Regions from separate parts of the Ovis aries genome. Here region 2 is linked to region 1. The links are chromatin contacts, called in public Hi-C maps. All regions are on one chromosome and are shown on one strand. Each heading gives the region's core, a stretch centred on a gene start, on an enhancer-like site or on the middle of the called end of the contact. The rest is flanking DNA. Distances are from core to core; before and after follow the strand shown.

Region 1 (3,257 bases), core at 661-3,160:
CCATTCCATCCTGCGGAGCCTTCCCTCTAGCCCTGGAAAGATCCAGGTACAGTCAGCTGACCTGTTCTGCCCCCAAGCTCCCCGAGCAGTCCTCTGAGATCTGAAAGACTTACAGGAAAGGAGAGAGTTTGAGGATAAGACCCTCCCTGCCCTGCCTGGGTGGGTAAAGCTCCGATACATGAGTATTCATTTACACATACCACTGGCATTTTCCCACCTGATCTTTTCCTGCTCACTCCCGTTCTTTTCTGACCATAACCAAATCTCCAGGCTTGACTAAATGGGACTGCTCCAGCCCAGGCTGGTCACTGCTCCCATCTTAATCCAGGGAGTCTTCCTGAAGAAGTGACAATTGAACCATCCCTGGGAGAGGACAGTTACCAGCTTCTAAGGGAGGAAAGGCTGCAGGTCCCAGGGTGGCCCACCAAGAGGTCCTTGAGAAAGGAGGGACAGGGTGGTAGCTGCCCAGCAAGTGATGGCCCTGAAAATCCTATGGCCAAGCAGTTGAGGCTCCATTACTCCCTCAAAGCTGCTCACAGCCCAAGACACTGCTGAGATCTACAAGATCCAGAACCCTGGCTTCAGGGCTCAGGGGACTCTGTCCAGGGCTGAACTCTTCAAAACCAGGCCCTTGTTCTTTCCTCTTCTCCCTCCCATAGCTTTTCCTCTGGTGCCCAGCACCCTGGAGGGCAGTCCATAGGTCGTTCAGTCCGAGTGATGGACTAAGCCATCACCGTTTGCAGTTTGGGTACCGTCACTGCTTTCAGGCAGATAGCTCGGAGGGCAAGAAATGTCCTAGCTCCTGGGCTACCCTAGGAGCCTGTCTGCTGCCCTGCGACTGAGCCCCTCCCCCATCTTTCCTGTAGCCCCTAGCTCAGCACCATCCATCCCCCCCACACAGTGGCCCATCCATTCAGGCTGGGTTAACAGGGTGACAATGAGCAGGTCAAGGAGATGGCGGGGACAGGGGCCAAGGGGGCTCCTTCCTCACCTCTTCAGGACAAAGAGGCCTCTGCCCCTCAGGGACAGCCCCTCTGATCACCACCATTATTATTCTCAATGCAAGACAATCAGACACTTGCCCACTCATGAACTCTTGTCTGTCCAGCCCCAGTGCCCAAGTTCTGGGGACAATGACGGACGAGGACCCCGAGCCCCTGCTTGCCTCCCAGGGCCCCACTGATGGGGAAGACCAGCTACGCCAGAGGTCAGTGTCAAGCCAGCAGGGTCAGAACCCTTAGGGAAGGGTTTCTGGAGTTGGTCACTGTTCTGGAGTATGTGTGAGCGACAACAGGGCTTCCTGGCTAGACATCCGGCAGAGAGGCCCAAGGTTCCCCACGGACCTCGGGGTGCTTCTGTGCCTGTGTGGCCGGACCGCCCCACCACCCCCACTGCCCCAGGCCAGAAGCTCCGAGCTGCTCTTGTGACCTCTGGAGGACCCCGCCCTCCGAACCTGCGCAGCCTGGGAAAGGCCTGAGATGCCCCGCTATTGGGATTCAAATCACGGCGCACGGTGGCCCCAGCTCGAGGAGGAATTAGACACGGAGTGGGTGTCCGAAGTAGGGGGTGGTGGTGGTCCCGGGACAGACTAACTGGGCAGCCGTGCTCCCCCCACCTCACCCCGATATTTCTCTCCCACCGTCAGGATCTCCCCCACCCGCCGCCGCCCGACTCCGGGCGCCCCGTCCCCTTTGTCTGGCCCTCCCGCCCACTCCCAGCCGGGTCCGCCGCGCCGCCCCGCGCGCCGCGGCCCGTGCGCCCGCCGCCGCCGCCTCCCGGGAACAATGCGGGCCAATGTCTCCGGGCGGGCGAGCGGGCTATGCAAATGCCCAACGGCCTGTGAGAATCCCCCTCTGCCGCCGCCGCGTCTTCCACCGCCTGAAAGGGGCTGGCGGCCAGGCCCGGGTGGGGGAGGCGGCCCCTGCATAGGGATGAGCTATCGTCCCGGAGCGCCCGCCCGGGACAGAGTGCCATTGTCTCGGTGAGGCTGTCTGTTCGCCCATCGGAGCCGGCCAGCTCCAGGAGGAAGGCAGAAGACGACCAAAATCAGGCCTTGGAGCAAGGGAGGGGTGGTCACCCGTTCCCTCCACTCCTACTCCTCTCCCCAAAGAGCCTTAACTTTAGGGTCAGACCGTGGTGGGCCCTCAACTTGGCTACCCCCGCTCACTAGCTTGATGGCCTGCACAAACCAGTTCATTTCTCTGAGGCCCTGTATCCTGAAGGTTAAACCTAGCCTAGAGTTTCTGCTCTTCCCATCCTCCTTCCCTGTTAACTGCCCTCCCCATCTCCATCATTTTTTCACGTGGCATTGATCTGGGTTGTCTCTGGAGCCAGTTTCCTTCTAGAACCTTGAGGGAAATACTCATGTTTTCCCCAGAACAGGTTACTGGACAGGGTGAGCCCTAGGCCGAGTCCAGGCTGCCTTCCTGCTTCCTTCTGCTGCTACCAGTTAAGAAGGCCCACCTTTTATGGGAGAAATGCCAGCCATGCAGGCCTGAAGCTTCTCCAGTGACTAGGGGTTCAGCGATGAGGGTGCCACACAAAGTTCCCTCCCACAAGTGAAAGAAGTGTGTTCCTCTCCCCGCAGCCCAGGAGCCTGTGTCCATCTAACACATTGCACTGTTTGGCACTGGAGGAATAACAGTGGGCAAGAGACTCTGTGCTTGGAGCAGAGTCCATTTTAGTTGGGAACTTAGCCCTGGCTCTTGGGTGTTTGCAGGCTGAGCTCCAGTAAATGGACTTTCAACTCTGCAAGGTGCAGGACCTGATTTCACCTTTCCTAAATTCCCGCACAGGCTCAGGATCCGACACCCTCTCTCTCTCTAAGGTGAGAGCTATTTCAGAAATGGTGCCTGGGCCCTTCAAGCAGTGATGCTTCTGGGACTCATGAGGTTTGAGGTGGCAAAATCAACGGGAGCAACAGCAAAATGAGAACTGACCAGGGAAGTTCAGGTTCTCAGTCCCAGTAAGGCAGGTTTCCCTGGTGGCTCAAACGGTAAAGAATCTGCCCACTGTGCCGGAGACTCGGGTTTGATGCCCAGGTCAAAGAAGATCCTGGAGAAGGGAATGGTAACCCACTCCAGTATACTTGCCTGGAGAATTCCATGGACAGAGGAGCCCAGTGGACTGCAGTCTGCGGGGTCGCAAAGAGTCAGACATGACTGAGCAACTAACATATGCTCACAAGGCAGGAGAAAACTGAGAGGAAGAGGAAGAAGACGCAGGTAGGGCAGGGGTCTTGTGGGAAGCAGGGGTTA
Region 2 (3,148 bases), core at 547-3,046, 42 kb after region 1:
GGCAATGTGGGGGAGGGGTATTACCAAACCTGTGGCAGAGTCCACTAGCCAAAACACCTGCTCTCCAGTGGTACAACGAAGAAGAGGAGGGGACCCTGAGAGGCAGACACCCAGAGAGACAGCTGCCAAAAGACTGCAAGGAAACAAAATCTCAATGTTGCGCTTAGATTCTTACCCCAAAATGAAAATGTGTTGCCACATAGCTATATCTAGACCAGCAAGATGGATAGGCTTTATCTCCAGTGACCTCGGCATCTACACTATGCATTTATTTTTGTGTCTGCTCCTGGATCTGGCTGCGTTTCTCTGTGGCCATATGATTCAGAACAGTAAAAGAACTAAAGAGGCAGTGAGAGAAAGCGAGACAAATGGAGCAGAGAGAAACTGAGAGCTCTGAGAGGCAGAAGCCTTCTCGAGAGAAAGAGATAGGTGCTAAGAGGCACCAGAAAGCCAGTCAGGAGCAGGGAAGACCAGAGGGTGGCAGTCGGCCAGCCCCAGGGGCTGCACTTTCCATTCTCTATCCCCCGTTAGAGACTGGGCATGTGGTCCTCAGTTTTGCCTGTTTCTTCCCCAGGCTCAGCCCAAAATTGGTGAGTAGATGTGCAGCTTCTTCAGGCACATCCTGGAGTCATTTGGACAATGGATCAAATCCTTCCCAGGGCTGCCCGCTTAGACACCCATCTCCTGGCAGCCTGGCATTCTACGATGGGGACTTGCCTGCCACGGGGACTCGCCTGCCTGTGTTTCTCTTTTGAACGAGAGGCACTTTCCTGTCTCTGTGGTTCTCCTGCACAATAACTGAGCTCCAAACCTATGGAGCTCTGTGCGTGCACCTAAACATCTCTTATCTTTCTCTTTTACAATTTTAATCTCTCTGGCAACCCCATTGGACATCCATATTTGCACATTACCCGGTGCGGTTGTTAGGAGCTGTGTGTGGAGCGGATTTGTGTATGGCACGAAAAGGTTTATGTTTTTATCCAGCACAGTCTATGTGCCAGCTCTCAGGCTCCACCATCCATTGGCCAGGCATGTCTGGCCACCACTGCTACAGCCCAGGGCATCCTCCAAACCCAGAACTTCTGAGGTACAAATCAGATCGTTTTCTACCCCCAAAGATCCCCCCTAAAGCTGCCAAAATCTCCCCTTTTGATGGGCTGATAATATGTCAGATACATCTGGTTGTCTCACAAACCAGTCTTTCACCGCAGAACTCCCATGGTGCCAAACAATCACAGCTGCCCTGGAAAGGAGACAGACCTCGCCACAGAGACTTGGTCTAGCATGCCAGCCTGATAACAATACCCAGGAGCTGGAGAGAGATTTTCTCCTTGACATCTCCCTAGTTGTCTATTGGTACCTATATCTGTGTACATGCGTTACTTTTATTCTTAGAATGGTATATATCTCCTCTGCTCATTTTCACAAAAATAATGGTCTCCATGTGGGCACCTGGCCAAACACCCGCTCTGTGTGGGATATGTGTGGCACGGAATACATCCTGGCACACATATTGCGTGCCTGCTTTATACTCTAACACGGTGCCATTTTCTTGGTGCAGTGCCCGTTTCTGTGCTTCACAGAGGGTTCTTTAGGTCTGATGCTCATTTCTGGGGCTCAGGCTCTGGGGTTTGAGCTGGATCCCTCAGCCAAACAAGCTGCCAGTATTCCCCACCTTAGGAGCCCGGATAACGTTAGTCCTGGCAGAGCTACTGAACTCCGGGTGGCTGTGTATACGGCCATGGCTGGGCCCGCTGGTGAGGCCAGGCAGGCTCCCTCCCCACCGCCTGGTGCGCTCCTCAGGGTCACCACTGCAATGGGCTGAGTCAGCACTGAAATCCCCCTGAGCCGCCTTGTGTGCAGAAGTAGGTTTGCGTGTCTGTTCGCAGGGTGCTGGCTGGTGTATGTATACTAGGATCACACATACATTCATATGACTACGCTCTGTGAGTGCTGTGTGTTGTTCGGGGCTGTGTGTGTGACATTTGTTGATCTGGGGGTTTGTTGGTGTGTGCAGCGCACGCCTTTGAGTTGGCTGTGGCTCGGCGTGCGTGTGGCTTGCGGACCATGGTCTGCAAGCCCCTGAATCCCAGTGTGTGTGAACCTGTGGCTTCTGTGTGTGAGTTGCGGGTCCCTGGGCAGGGCAGAAGCCCGGCGGGAGCACGCCGGTGCGGCCCCAACCGGCGTCCCTGCCTCTCCTCTGCGCTTTAGCTGGCAGCTGCGGTTCCGGCTCCCGCTTCCGACAAAGTCCGAGCACCGCAGCGGCTCGGGACGCGGACTCGCCAGGCCGTGTGGAGGGGGCTCCGGGTGGGAAGGGCGAGACGTGCTGTACCCTCGCTCCTTCCCCGTGCGGGACAGCTGACGCCTCCCGACGCGAGAGCCGCACGGCCGCGGGCGCCCGGGAGAGGAAACGAAAGCCCGGGAAGAGCCGAGGCCAGAAGTGAGCACGAGAAAATAGAGCATCGGAAACAGAAGGGAAAAACAAAATCTATCTGAAAAGAAACAGAACGTTAAAAGAGAGAAAATAACACTAAATGATTTTTTTTAAAAAAAGGAAACATACCCAAGGCATTTAAAATATTAAACTAAATAATAGAACGGCAGGGAAACAAAATGGAAAAGAAGAGTCTCCAAGACCCCCGAGGGGAATGGGGGCCTAGACGGGGCGACGCGGCGTTTGAGAGTTTCGGGGATCCAGACGGCTGCGCCCGCCAGAGCCGAACCCGCGGGGCCTCCTGGGCTCTCCCGCGCGCTCCCCGGACCCGGGTCCGGCGAAAAGCCCCGCTCAAAAGTCTGTTGGTCACCACTGCCCGCCGCCAGCAGCGGTGGCACGGAGGACCGCCTCTGTCCCCCATCTCCACTACTGAACCCACCCCGCGAGAGATAAAACCAAGAAAGATCCTCCGATTCCCCCCCATCCCCCAACTGGCAAGGTCAGTTCTTCCTAAGGTTCGTATTCTTGGCCGCGAGGCCCTTGTAGATGTCCCTCTGGGCTCCTGGCGACAAGCGGAGCCTGGGGAAAACAGGTCTGTTGAGAGCGTGGGGGCTTGAGGGCTTGAGGATCCCTGCCCGCAGCTTCGGGGCCCAGTCCCAGGCGGGAAGTCCTGGACTGTGGTGCAGGGCGAGGGGCTGAGTAATGAATAACCAG

What was found. A called contact is a pair of places that touch in the nucleus more often than the background predicts.
Region 2: a Hi-C map of hypothalamus shows a contact between it and region 1, with 5 times the contacts expected there. The contact joins two enhancer-like sites. A contact is called at or near these places in 12 of 16 Hi-C or Micro-C datasets (blood, hypothalamus, liver and 6 more).

What each region holds. Positions count from the first base shown.
Region 1 is chr1:106,361,416-106,364,672 of ARS-UI_Ramb_v3.0, forward strand. No RefSeq gene overlaps it. Among named protein-coding and RNA genes, the nearest start is that of RHBG, 15 kb to the left of the region's middle. Within about 2 kb of position 1,911, at least 11 of the 54 cell types and tissues checked have an H3K27ac peak or open chromatin away from gene starts, as enhancers often do. A contact at or near this core is called in hypothalamus, where this site is marked.
Region 2 is chr1:106,403,730-106,406,877 of ARS-UI_Ramb_v3.0, forward strand. No RefSeq gene overlaps it. Among named protein-coding and RNA genes, the nearest start is that of RHBG, 58 kb to the left of the region's middle. Within about 2 kb of position 1,797, at least 7 of the 54 cell types and tissues checked have an H3K27ac peak or open chromatin away from gene starts, as enhancers often do. A contact at or near this core is called in hypothalamus, where this site is marked.